3 separate regions of the Drosophila melanogaster genome follow, and regions 2 and 3 are each linked to region 1. A link is a contact called in public Hi-C data. All regions are on one chromosome and are shown on one strand. The core of a region is the stretch at or near the end of the contact, and the rest is flanking DNA. Distances in the headings are between cores, read along the strand shown.

Region 1 (4,388 bases), core at 1,365-3,864:
TAATATGTATTCCAAAGATACAAGTAATATGAACGCTGAAAGCTACGTTTTTTTTTTACTTAGCCAACAAGAAGTATTACTTTAGAAACAGTATTTTCCATAGAAAAGTTCTAGGAAGATGCAAATGCTTTTAGCTCATTTAAAAAAAAAACGCGCATGGTCGTGAAAGATTCCAAATATTTGACAGAGATTAGCCTCCTATAATGTCAGCCTAATCTTGGAAAAATAATATTAAATTCTGAGGAAGCTAGAGCTCCCCGAATTCAGTCGGAGAATCCGTGTTACGCTTAGTCATCATCTTGGCGATTTGCGATTGCCAATTGCTAAACGTGACTTGTTATTGGATGCCTGGCGGCTTTTTCCGCGGTCAGCGGGCTCATTTGTGGATTTTGCATAACGGTTTTCGTCTGGCTTCCAGTCGCCTTTCTTCTTTGGATCTGCTTGGAAAATTCGTTATTGACTTTTTGGTTTGCCCCTTTTTTTTGGCTTGTTGTGTTGTGTGTGTGCTCTTGGCATTTCGTGCTGCCCTCAGCGCTTTTTCCACACAACCAAGCGCACTATACAAATTGTTAATTTTAAATGAAAATAATAATATGTAGCCGCCTGCTTCACTGAGACGCAAAAAAGGGGGCACGAGGTGGGAACGAGGAGAGAACTTTAGCCGTGGAATATAATGCTGACGTCAATCGCATTTTTCCATTTCCATTTTCTATGTCCAAAGCTGTTCATCAAGTATTTTTGTTTTGCTTTTTTTATACACATATGTATGTATATATATTTTTTTTCATCCAAGCTAATGTCTTGGCACGTGTGCACGAGCTTTGTCGTTCTTATTGCTGCTTTTGTTTCTAGGTATTATTAATGTTTTTTGTAGCGTCTGTGGTTTAAGTAGTGCAAATATTTCATTTAAAACAAGCGCGAGAAAAAAAGTGTGGGCGGGTATGAGCGACCGACGACCTCCAAACTAGACGTCTCTAAAAAGTGATATTATTGTTCTACACAGCCACGGATTGTATCGTACTCGGTTTTCAAAGCATATGCTTAATTTTAAATGCCTTTGACCCTATTTTAAGTAAATATGAGTATTTGTTGGATTATATTTCAGTACCTTGAATGAACAGGCCAAATTCGTAAAAGAAACTATGTGTATGAAATGGATCCTAGACCTTATTCATATTATAAATTGAATTACAGGTTAAATAAAGTTATTTTATTTTAAAATCAGCAATAATCCTTCTTCATAAAATAAAGTTAAAAGGCTCAATGTGCCATTTTAATCTTTGTTATAATCTTAAGTTAATAGCTAATTTGGAGTAAACCGTAAAAAATTTCAAAGCAAAGCTCAAGTCAAAGTAATTTCCAACGTGGAATACATGTACATATCTATCCAACTCCCTCGCTCCCATGGAGGCAATTGGGGTGCGTTGATAAGGAGCAATGCTCCTTCCACCTCAAAAAGTTTTTGTTGTGACTTCTCCTACGCTTATCCATTCGCCTCTCTTCATCGCCTCCTTCGCTCCTTCCGTCCTCTGTCCCTTCTTCTTCTTGGTCGTCGCATTGTTGTTGCTGTTGCGTGTTGGCGTTGGCAGACAGCATGGCGGCAGCGGCGTCGTCGTCGCATTGTTGTTGCTGCCGTAACTGTGTTGCGACTTTGGCCACACTGAAAAACATAACTGATAGAAATAAGGATTTGAAAAAAAATTACTCTTTTAGTTCACACCTACTCATTTAGTTCCACCTGAGATTTGGTGCTTCAATATTTTTTAAAACGTAAGATGGTATAATATTCTGTCTAATCTTAACGAAACGCCTGAGTTACTTGAAAGCTATAGCCTTGCGAAGGTCGATCTTTGTAGATAAAAGTTTATCATAGAGTAAACTCGGTAGAATATGATAATAGGAGCCACAACTATAGCCGTTTTTGTCGGTGCAGACAAGTTTGCACGGGCAATGGAAACTTTATGCAGATTGCAGCACCAACAACAAGGCTAGCTAACCCAACCAGCCAACCGCAAACGTCCTTTCTGATAAGGGTTGTGTCGTCGACGCGCCTCCTGCGCTGCCCGAGTGTTAATGTATTTTTGGCCACCACTGTGCCCTGGCTCGATGATGACTCATCGCCATTACGTTTCGTTGTTCGTTCACAATGCAATGTGGAACACAGAGAGCGAGATGGCGAGAGAGTGGGTGGGCGATAGGTGGTGGTGGGTGGGTGGATGGATGGATGGTTGGGTGAACGGTACAGCCGCATCGATTTTTCTGTTGGCTTCTTATTGTTGCTATTTATTGCGCCGCCAACGGCACTTCTCACCCCTCTCTTTTCCTCCGGCGCTGTTTCGTTTTGGCATATGTTCTATTTTTGTAAACATTTCGGTTCCTGTTCATGAGTCATCGATTTGGTTTTTTCTTCTTTTAGTGGGTTATCCTTGTGCGTGCGGCCTCGGCTGTTGGTGTTTTATGGTCGTTGTTGTTGTTGTGGATTTCAGGTGCGGGGCGCAGCAACAGCTGGTTAATATCGCTTCCTCTCTCGCTTGCCTGCGCTCTTTATTTTATTTGCATCTGTCGGATCAGAATCCTTGGTTCAGACTTCTTTTGACCGCTACACAGAAAGAAATCTAAGTAACAAATTTTTAAAATGGGATTAAAGCTTTAAAAAAATTTTAAAGTGTGCTTCTATTAATTGTTGCTCCTTAACTTCGCCGCTTTTATACATGCTTAAGTATTATTTTTATAAATGCTCTACCTCTCTCGCTCACTCACACCCGCGCAGCAACACATTAGTACTCAGGCACGAAGTAACGGTGGGTGGGGAGACGGACAAGAGAAAGAAGAAGCAAAAGGAGGTGGCGGCGGCGGCGGGAAAGAAGAAGCAGGGAAAAGTATACGTACAATTTTGTACTGAGTGCATGAGTCATGATTTCGCTTCTCTGTTTGTGTTTGTGAGTTTGTGTGTATTTGCCCCGGCCTTTTGCGCATTCGTTTTTGGTTTGCCGTCGTCACCTTATGCCTATTATTATTGTTTTATTTCGCCTGAATATATGCTGATCCCCTTCTTAGTGAGCTTCCTCTTCTACCGTACAACTTATGATTTCTCATTGTTCCGCTGCTTTTCGTTTTCCATTCATTATAACAGCACTTTGTGTGCGCGGGGGTGGCGGGGTGTTGGGGGATGTGGGGAAAGAGGAAGCACCGCTATTTTGAAGCAGAGCTTAAAATGAACTCAACGCCGGCAGAGGCAGCGGCAGTGGCAGCGGCACCGGCAGAGGCTCATTAGGCGACGGTAGAGTTCGAGGCCCCAATTGTTGTTGTAGTTGTAGTTGTCGGATAATGCTAATGTCATTATGCTGTGTCATTAACATGAACGATAAACCAAACCGAGCCACTTGGCCTAGAAAGCAATCAAAGCCTCAATTGTCAGGAAATTGAGCGGTATTTCAATCGGTAGTATTCGCTCTATTTTACTTGTAATGGAGATTTAAGCGTTACAAGGATTTTTCAGATATCCCAAAAAGTTAAGAACTAAAAAATTAAAGACCAATTTACTAATAACAAATGAAATTTGCATCTATTTCTGTACATATGTATGCAATGTTTTGTTTCATAAACCAAGAAAAAGAGGTAAAATCTTACTTCCTTCAAGGTATCTGACATTTTTAAACACAAGGCCATAATTATAAACAAACGTTCCGCTTAAATTGGCCAAGAATACCAGATGCTGAGGTAAATAAACATAATAGCAAGGTTTAAATTCGAAATAGAGATCTCTCACAGCAATGCTCGATCTATTATCTATTATCTATTATCTAGGGGCTTTCTAGCCGATTCCACATCCTTTCCTACGATTGCCATCCAATTTGTCAACTTATCGCCGCGATGTCTGTACTGACTGTACCCATATTATTTGCGCGCCAAGCTATCAAGTTATCAAGCCGTCAACTTTTATCTGCCAACGACGGAGAGGCCTCTTTGGCGAACTAACTTAATCTACAACGGAGCATACAAACACACATATGTACATATATAGATTTGTATATATACGGTTACAGGTTACGTTTACGGGGCATTCGAAGTACAATTACGGGTTGTGGACACACGGTCGTAGAAGCAGCTAAGCAAACTGAAAGCTGAGGCCCCTCGAGAACATTTGGCGATAGTCACATTCTATATACATACATATATACAATTGGACAGCTGATTAGATAAAACTATGAATGCATATGTTCAAATATATACCGAGAGTTTAGAAAATAGATTGTTCTAATATAAAAAGTCAATATCGTTGTCCCAAGTAACTCAGCCAAAAAGTACTCAGTATAAAATGAGAGAACCCAAAAAAAATCAAAATCCTTCGGCTAATGAGTAATCGAGAATCCGTTGGCAGACAACAA
Region 2 (4,854 bases), core at 1,856-4,355, 540 kb after region 1:
TAGGAAGCTCCAGCTTCGATCTTTTCGTATGCATCATAGCCGGAAGCCACTCCGCCGACGCCTATGATGGGAATCTTTCCATCGGTGAGCTGGTACATCTGGGCGATCATCTCTGTGGAGCGGGCCTTGAGTGGAGGACCACTTAATCCGCCAGTTTCCTCGGCCAGCTTGTTCTTTTCGATGTTTTCCCGCGACACCGTGGTGTTTGAAACGATCAGGCCATCCACGCGGCTCTTCTTGCGCTTGATTACCCACACGATGTCCTTCATGTCGTCCAAAGATAGATCCGGCGAAAGTTTCAAGAGTATAGGCACATTCTTGTTCTTATCCAGGGAGGATTTCGTGTCGTTGACCTGTTCCAGGAGCTCTCTTAGCTTCTCCTTGCTCTGCATATCGCGCAGGCCCTTGGTGTTCGGACTGCTCACATTAATGACCAGGTAGTCTGCTACGGGCCCGAAAACCCGAACACCCTGTACATAATCCGCTATCGGGCTCATGGTGGTCTTGTTCCGGCCCAGATTCACGCCCACAACTCCATTGAAGTTCTCCTTTTTGCGGAGCAAGCGCAGCCGTTGGAGCACGGCCTGATGCCCGTCGCTATTAAATCCGTACCGATTAATGATGGCCTTGTCCTCGGTCAACCGGAATACTCTCGGCTTGGGATTGCCCTCCTGAGCCGCCGGGGTAACTGTGCCCACCTCTATAAATCCGAATCCTAGATCCTGCAGGCCGTCCACCGCCTCCGCGTTCTTATCGAATCCCGCTGCAATGCCAATGGGATTGCTAAGCATCCGGCCAAAGAACGACGTGTGCAAGTTCTGGTCATCATGGTACTGTGAAACCGGGCACAGGCGGTACTTGCACGCCAGCACGGCCAGTTGATGGCTGGCTTCCGCCGGAAGAAGTCGCACCGCTGGCATCACGAAGGTCCGGAACAACTGGTCCTGGTTCTTGTATGCCGTAATGCCCGCCACCAAGGCAGCTCCTCCGACTGTAACGATTCCCAGCGACCGCAAACGACCCTGTGGGCGGAATCATTCTGTAATCCGGTCCCGTTTAAGCCGTACTTTACTCACAACTCTCCGCGTGGCGTTTTTAGCATTCTTTAAGTGATCCTGATCCATGACGACTATCGCCGGATATCGATTGTACCCGATAGAGTATTAAAAGTATAATATGTAAAAAAGTAAATGCATGTACTAGAGTTTTAACGAAAATTCAATTTGGGAGTAAGTCTGGCCATTTTGAAGGAAAACTCATGCGATATATAGTTACTACGGCAAGCATCAATAATTTTCTTTTTTTTCTGTGTAGCAAATGAACCCCTTCTATTCACAACCATGCCGAAGAGAATCGATAGTCCTCCAGTGTCACCTCTAATGGTTGAGTCAGTTTGTTATGGCCAGCTAAAAATTAGAAATTTCGTTCTCTAAACGCTGATTTGGCCACCCGAGGCAACCATGAAGGGCGGCACCTTTCGCAACACGCAGTGGGATCCCACGCTGCTGTCCTCACAGATTGTGTCCATGCAGTTCTGCGTGTACTTCACCCTTGGCCTACTCGTCTTCGTGGCCAACAAGTTGTCCGGGGACAACTATAGTCTGGATCACTTGTTCGAATACCATGTATGCCATATGCTATATACCATATATCATGGAAACCCCTCTCCTTACTTTGATTTAATGTTGCTTAAAGGAGATCCACATCTACGACATGGGTGGCCGCCTGGTGATCTGCGCATTTGTTTTAAATGCGTTCTTAGCCTCCCTGGCACTGTGGTGCATTGTGAGAAGAGCCAAGCTCTGTCTGGACTTTAGGTGGGCTTATAGCTAGTGCACACACTTAATCTTTTGCTTTTACAACTCATGCTTCCCTTTCATGGCAGTTGCACCTTCCACGTGCTGCATTTGCTGATCTGCTGGTGGTACAACCGCTCCTTTCCCGCGAACGCATCGTGGTGGCTACTGAATGTCATCACCGGCACAATAATGTGCATAGGCGGCGAGTTTCTCTGCCTGCAGACCGAGATGAAGGAGATCCCAGTGGGCTATGCGGCCCTCAATCAAAAGTCGGACGTCTGACTCGAAGCCACCAACTTGTGATGCCTGCTACCCCCCCAACCAAGCCACCCAAAGCAGCTTCTGTGTACATGTAATTTATTGTTAAACTAGCGTAAGATTACATAGCATATAAACACTATATTGTACTTCTACTTTCAATGTAATATCTGGTAAACGAAGGGCGGTCTCTGCCGAAGCTTAAGTTCCTCAGGTACTGCTGACGGCGGCAGGGAGTACTTTATTCCAGATCCACTGTAGTTCGATATCATTGACCATAGTGACTCCTCGCGCGGCACAAACATCCAGTAGCTGAAGGCCAGCATAAAAGTACCGATCAGCGATGCCAGTAGAAGCAACATCCAGCACGGACCATGATGTGGCTTCTGCATCCTCGTCGTGTTTATATGTTGACAGTCTGAAATTGACACAGCTGAGATCCGCGAATACAACTGGGAGTGCACTGAAAATTTCCGCCGGACTGCCGAAAATAATAATAAAACGGGGTGTGGCCTAGTCAAGCGCCCACGCTGTTTATTATTTCAAAATCCAGCGATCAAGAAGCGTAGAGCTTTGCTGTTCAAGCAAATTTATCTGGCAAACAAACAACGACAAATCGACAAGCTCCCCTCTTTAGAAAACATCAGAGCAAACTAATCAACTTGCCCTATCTAATCTAATTAGCAAACGGGTAGGCATCGCCACGATCGTCACATCCTCGGCACTATTTGATGCATTTCCTACTTACATTCTCGCTCCCCACGTTTCGAACATTCAATTATACTGATTGCTTAAATGTGCATAATTGAAGCTTTGCCGCTGGGAAACCGGCGACAAAGCTCTCATCTGAGAAGCTCCTAAAGGTTACTAACCTATCCTATGGATATTCCACTCCTTAATTATTTTGATAATATGGCCAGCAGCTCGTCGCGGTTGAAAATCCAATGATCTCTTACATCGAAACGTATTGGTTCGAAAAGCGTACTGAACTAAAACCAAAGAACAGGCAACTTGCCAATTCTTATCAATGGAGCTAACTCAAAAAGTGATATCAGTAAGTAAATAAATCTTAATTGAACATATTTATGAAAAGATAATAGGGCGCCAAGGAATTAGTAAACGTTGGTGCTTTACAGCGTTATCGGACACGATCTGCCAATCCCAAAAAAATCACCTGTTACACCAAATGCAGAAAAAATTAAAAACAACCATGCGAGTTCTTTTTCTCATTTGCTAAATTATTAAGCTTTAGTTTAGCAAACTTGTTTTTTTTTTGTTTTAATTACTTGTTTGTGTTGGTTTCTTGTTTCATATAGTACATTCTATCTCGATCTATATATTTAATAATATATATACCATTACTATTTTTATGTTTTCTTCGTTTAAAATCATCAATTGAAGTTCAAGGATTTGCGCTTTCATCGTTTCGATCCGACATTGACAATATTTATGTCTAGATATATATATATATATATATAAGAATACATATATATATATATATATATATGTATATTAAGAGTTCCAAGAAAAATGATGTGTGAGAATTGTAACTTATGGACAAAAATTCAAAAATTTTATCATTTGCTTAAATATTCTTAATATTTGTGGTTGTTTAGCATATTTTAAATATGTATGTGTTTGCTTGCATATCCTTCAACTACGCGCATCGAATTCATAAAATATAATGATGGGTGAGATGGAAATGGAGGGCGGCTTGGGCTGGCTATACATGAATGTAATATACTTTCGCGATGGACTTGCACAGTTTATTATTAACGCTTGCTCCTGGTTTTTGAGGTTGTGAGAGAGGAGTGAATTGCTAAACGAGGGTGGGGTGGAGGGTGCATCTGTGTATCTTTTCTGTATTTTCGTGATTTGTGTTGCGCTGCGCACAGACAGTTTCTCTTTCACATTTGCTGTTCCTATATAGTATACGTGTGTACACATATATAGTTGTTATCGACTTTGTTTTACTCCGTTTGGTTATTTGCGAAAGTGGCTACGATGCGACTGCTGATGCTGCTGCTGCTGCTGGCCCAGGTCCTTTGCCTGAAGCTGAGGCCTTGCTCATTGAGCCCACCAGTCGGGTGCGTTCGAAGAGTGCGAGGCACTGCCGCCGCCGTAGGAGCCGCCATAGGAGCCACCACCGGCGCCGCCGCCATAGTATCCACCGCCGCCCGAATTGCCGCCTGTAAAGGAAATCCACTGTTAAGTTTCTGCCTTTAAACTGATTACTGCTGATGGATGATTCCACACTCACCAAACTTACCGTACGAGTTTCCATTGCTGCGGTAACTGCCGCCGCCGCCTCCTGATCCGGAACCACCGCTACGTGGTGGCGGTCCACTGCGTCCGCCACCGCCGCCGCCAGAGCTTTGACGGTAATCCCTGGAGCCGAAGCCGCCACCATAACGTCCACCACCGCCTCGTCCAGCCCGCTTGGCTCCGCCATGTCCGCGATCCGAACTCATATCCTCCATGAAACTGGGGATCTCCTGCTTCGTTTCGATCAGCAGCTCCAAGAGATCGGAGCAAATGTTGCGGTTCTTTTCGTTGAAAAAGGAGGTGGCCACACCAAGATTACCCATACGTCCGGTACGCCCGATACGGTGGACATACTCCTCCACATCCGAGGGCAGGTCAAAGTTAATAACGTGCTTAACGTGCGGAATGTCCAGGCCACGAGCGGCCACGGCTGTGGCCACCAGGATGGGGCAGTCGCCCGATCGGAAGCAGCGCAGTGCCTCCTCGCGCTCCTTCTGCGTGCGATCACCGTGGATGCTAGTGACGGGATGAT
Region 3 (4,271 bases), core at 510-3,009, 710 kb after region 1:
GTGGTTACGACTGCACATTGAGCAGCAACTTTAGGTTGTGCGTGTCGAAGTCATCGAGGAGATTCCGCTTCGAGCGGCCTGTCTGCATCGGCACCTGGAACTTGGGCATCGACGGCATCATCATGGGAAGCTTACCCTCCGACCTGGACAACGTCCAGTGCTGCGGTGGCTTGGGCAGCGCCGTTGGAGCTGGTGCATCAAAGCACTTGCTGCCCGCGAAATGCGTCAGTGCGGTGGGTATGAGTGGGTGCTGCTGCATCTGGTGCTGGGGCGATATCTTTCCGCCCAACGAAGGGCTCTTCCTCTGCTTGCGAGCCGATCCTCCGACGATTCCCGGCGAGAAACCTCCACCCAAAATGGTGGCTGGTGACTGCCGAACCTGCATAGCTCCCTGGGGCGAACGTCCTCCTCCGTTCCTTCGGTTGTTGTTGGCAAAGAAGAAGCCTCCACCGCCTACAGAGGATCCCTGCTGCTGCTGCGGCGACTGGCGCTGCTGCTGCGACTGCTGATACTTGTTCTTGGATCCGGTCGACTGGGACTGCAGTTGCCGTTGCCTCTGGTTCGGGGGCGTGGCAAGAGCGGATAGACCCAGGCCAAAACCGAGACTCGTGGGCGAGGAGCTCAGGAATTGGGCGTTATTTGTACTGCTGGCAATACTGTTGGAATGTGCAGTTACCAAGGGCGTTGCTGGTGCGGATGCGGATACGGATGTGGGGGAGACGGGTGCGGATGTGGGCGAGGGGGTGGATGAGTTGGATGCGGAGGTCGCTGATGCTGCTCCCTTTTTTAATCGTATGGACTTGGTGGCCGATGCGGTTGTCATTCTGATGTTGTTTCTAACGCTATTGTGCGAGTATGTCATAGTAATTTCGTCGCTTTCCGATCTCTGGATCGATATCTCTCTCTCTCCGATCTCCTCTTCTCTTTCTCTTATTAAAATTTCTGCTGTTTTCCCTTTTTGTTTTTGGTTAATTCGCTAAATTAATGCTTAACGTTAAATATCACACGCACTTAAATCAATTCTTTATAAATCGAAACCAAACGCCTTCTGATTCTGATTCTGATTCTGCTTCTGCTGCTATTGCTATTGAGATGTTGATCTAGCTGCGCCGCTCTATTTTCTTTGGTAGCTGATAGTCGCCGAAGTTGAGATGACCTCCAAAATGGAAACGAAAAGGGCGACGGGCGGCTGAGCACGTAGCTGCTTTTCCACTTCTCCTTTATGTTTTATGTACAGCTGTTGTTTACTTTACTTTTAGTTTTACTTGTAACGTTATGTATTGTTTATCAGTCTGTTGATTTATTTTTTTTTTACTCCGGTTAAGCTATCCTTAGCTATAATTTCGCAAACTCTCTGTTCTTCGCTGATTTAACTGCTGCTTTCGCATTCCAAGCCGTGCTGATCCTGTTTTTTGGAGAAGAGCGAAAGAAACCATTGAAAATTCGAAACGATACATATTGGCTTATGTTAACAGGAAAATAGTTGAAGTCTTATTTCTTATGAAACTATTTATGAAATCAGCATCAACCGCATTAATTACAATGCAGTTTATTGAAATACATTCTTACGTTAAAAGGTCTATATTTAAATTTAGGTTGAGTAAGAAAGATAATATGTACATATACACATGGAAAAAACGTCAGTATACGACAGAATACCTTTTTTACCTCAGTACGAAATGTAACGTTCCAAAGGTAAAACAAAACAGTTCTATTTCGATGGCCGCGTGTGTGTGTGTATAATAAGAAACGGGAACCCGAAAAGGGGAAATAAGACATGTAACGATTACATTTCCAGGTAGCAACAACCTGTAACGTAGTGCTAACTACGTAACGGCTGCATTATCGTTTTAGCGTGTGACTGTGTGTAGACTGTGTGTGCTATTTACGTCAACAAAAGGTGTTTGTTTGGCTATTCAAGCAAACTTGGGACGTCAGAGGGACGACCCCACATGTATATATAAAGATACATATGTACATTTATTTTGCGAGAATACCTGAATTAATGAATCAACACACACACGCGCATACATACACACGCAGCGATTACTAACACAATTGCGACTTACTTTTTTGCCGTAGACCTCACACCAACGAGTGTGCTTGCGTGCGTGTGTGTGTCGCAGTTTTCTCAGCCACTTCGTTATACAGATTTCGATATTTCGACAAGCGTTATATACAAAATGGGTTGAGTTTGGGTTAAAAGTTGCCTTGATTTGGATGTTTCACTTTAAAATGTTGCGGAAATTGGTTTGTTTTGCGTTTTTTTTTTTGCTCTTTTCTTCGGATTTTATTTGGGGTTATATGTGGATGTGTTCGCAGCTGTGTATATATATGTGTGTGTGTGTGTTTTGTAAAATCACTTTCAAAATGGCGACGGGCTGGCTTCGTATTTATATATTTATATATATATATATAGATGTAATTCCGCTTAAAGCTTTCTCTTCACTTACAGACAAAGGCTCAAAAAAATCACACTTTCAACTGATTCTGATTCGGATTTTGTTAAACTCTTATGTACACCACCGTCTATTGCGCAGCGTTTATTTCGAATTTGATTTCCGTTATTTGCGCTCGCCAAGTACTCCACTTTAGTGTGTGCTCTTCTGTAGCCTCACTCGTTGTACTTCGACGCGTATTAAAATATTAAACTTTACACAAATATTTGATTTATGTCACTTAACTTAGAACATTTACAATATGCGTTACATATATATTTATTTTTGTAGCAGAAATTTTAATCGATATCTTTATCTTCTTCGCTTATGCTTGTTCTTTGCGCATCGGTACGCTTGCCTCGAATTTTCCACCATGACTCACACAAGCGCACGACTGCGCGGACTTTTATATGCCCGCAGCGGCATTGCCAAGCCTAAAAAATAAATTTCCCTCTTTATGTATACATCGAAATATGTTTAGGCAACTCTGGGTTCGAGACACGGGTGAATCAGTGGATACTCAAGCCGGAAAAGCTGGAGGCCTGTTCAGACATGCGGCGACCGCGGTTAGTAAATTAGTAATTATTTTTTATGACCAACCTATTGTTTTTACTCAAAATAGTCAATGTTGTGGATTCGGGACTTGCACGTGAAACAAATGTTCAATATTGGTAAAACAAATTAAATCTACCTGTTTTTGATTACTACCTACCTACTAGAGTTGTTACATCTGCCGTTATAAGAAAACAAAGTACGCGGCAATTTGAAATTGAATATAATACGACAGCTGGCATTTTGGAATGGATTTCGGCCTAAATCCGGATTATAGTTATCTTATGTAAATAAATATTCAATTTGTTTTAGTTTGGCGCATAAGCGGTTGTTTTTGTATATCATTATATGAATAGTTAATAAAAATTGTGCATGTAAATTCAATAGATTAAGTGCACGTAAAATGAGAGCATTACGTTTGCAATTAAAAATTAAGCCATTAAACACGAAATTGAATCAATTAAAGAATGTCATCTTCTCCATATTCGGATTACTGTCTTAATTTTAATGGTTGAAGCTCAAATTGAATTCAACGCCCTTGCTATTTTTGTGTTTTTGGCAAATAAATTAGTGTTACACAATCTTTTTAAAAGAGAAGATAAATGTGATATTACATTTTATTGAACAGGATCAGTTGCACATATCTTTTGAAATCAGCCGAAGTAGCTGAATAACACAAGTAATTACCTTATACAAATTCAATGCATCAAGAAATCTGACACAATGGGGTATAGTGGGATGCCCCGTCAAGAGGATAAATAAAATAAAATAGGATGATGAGAACCGCTTACAACCGGCGACGCGTGTCACTCAAAACCCGCCCATGCTCAGATCCAGCCTGATCAAACCCATTATCTATCCAAATTGCTGCGACAGCATCGTCATTATCATCTCGTTGACCCACCATTGTTATCCCCCGTTGGGTTACCCATATAAACAAGTGCACTTTATGTTTACTTGCTTGTTTTTAATACACACCGATCCGCGATTGTGTGGGTTGAGGTGAGAGATACGATTCCTATCACACTTACTTATATGTGTCGCCGGTTTGCCCATTTATACATATATTCTGCGGCTGTGTCTGTGCTGCTTTTCTATTGTTCATGAGTCCGGCTTTGTATATAAAGGTGATCAATCTCGCAGTCTAAAATTCAGTTCACTTCAAACGCGACTCGAAGCCGGTTTTTGCGAAAGTCAAATCTTTTTTATTCTAGTTGTGATTTCGTGGAAATTTCGATTATTATTCAAAATGCGTTTCGCTCTGTTTGCTTTTCTAGGTAC

The links. Hi-C and Micro-C count contacts between places; a contact is called where the count stands out from the background.
Region 2: a Hi-C map of the Kc167 cell line shows a contact between it and region 1, with 2.4 times the contacts expected there. The contact joins the promoter of CG42489 here to the promoter of lncRNA:CR44331 in region 1. A contact is called at or near these places in 12 of 107 Hi-C or Micro-C datasets (the Kc167 cell line, the OSC cell line, cellular blastoderm embryo and 4 more).
Region 3: a Hi-C map of the Kc167 cell line shows a contact between it and region 1, with 3 times the contacts expected there. The contact joins the promoter of lncRNA:CR43130 here to the promoter of lncRNA:CR44331 in region 1. A contact is called at or near these places in 1 of 1 datasets of contacts at CTCF or cohesin (the Kc167 cell line), 14 of 107 Hi-C or Micro-C datasets (the Kc167 cell line, the S2 cell line, cellular blastoderm embryo and 3 more) and 1 of 6 datasets of contacts at active chromatin or transcription factors (the Kc167 cell line).

The regions. Positions count from the first base shown.
Region 1 is chr3R:8,111,389-8,115,776 of dm6, forward strand. lncRNA:CR44331 (long non-coding RNA:CR44331) reads right to left here and starts at 2,615. Exons shown (of 2, transcript NR_125107.1): 1 at 1,721-2,615; 2 at 1,311-1,660. The region is part of intron 3 of puc (puckered); the gene reads left to right.
Region 2 is chr3R:8,651,661-8,656,514 of dm6, forward strand. It overlaps CG42489, which reads right to left and starts at 3,106. Exons shown (of 2, transcript NM_001202264.2): 1 at 2,930-3,106; 2 at 2,142-2,475. The coding sequence starts at 2,449. The coding sequence ends at 2,216. It overlaps Sys1 (Sys1 golgi trafficking protein), which reads left to right and starts at 1,161. Exons shown (of 4, transcript NM_001275448.1): 1 at 1,161-1,229; 2 at 1,315-1,625; 3 at 1,699-1,817; 4 at 1,886-2,187. The coding sequence starts at 1,461. The coding sequence ends at 2,081. It overlaps bel (belle), which reads right to left. Exons shown (of 4, transcript NM_001275450.1): 3 at 4,318-4,854; 4 at 3,315-4,246. The coding sequence ends at 4,125. It overlaps Dhod (Dihydroorotate dehydrogenase), which reads right to left and starts at 1,256. Exons shown (of 2, transcript NM_134311.3): 1 at 1,077-1,256; 2 at 1-1,022. The coding sequence starts at 1,124.
Region 3 is chr3R:8,817,859-8,822,129 of dm6, forward strand. lncRNA:CR43130 (long non-coding RNA:CR43130) reads left to right here and starts at 1,760. Exons shown (of 3, transcript NR_125119.1): 1 at 1,760-1,779; 2 at 2,920-3,004; 3 at 3,061-3,240. aqz (aaquetzalli) reads right to left here and starts at 2,824. Exons shown (of 2, transcript NM_001275461.2): 1 at 2,454-2,824; 2 at 1-1,405. The coding sequence starts at 862. The coding sequence ends at 5. It overlaps CG8369, which reads left to right and starts at 4,150. Exons shown (of 3, transcript NM_143930.3): 1 at 4,150-4,267. The coding sequence starts at 4,240.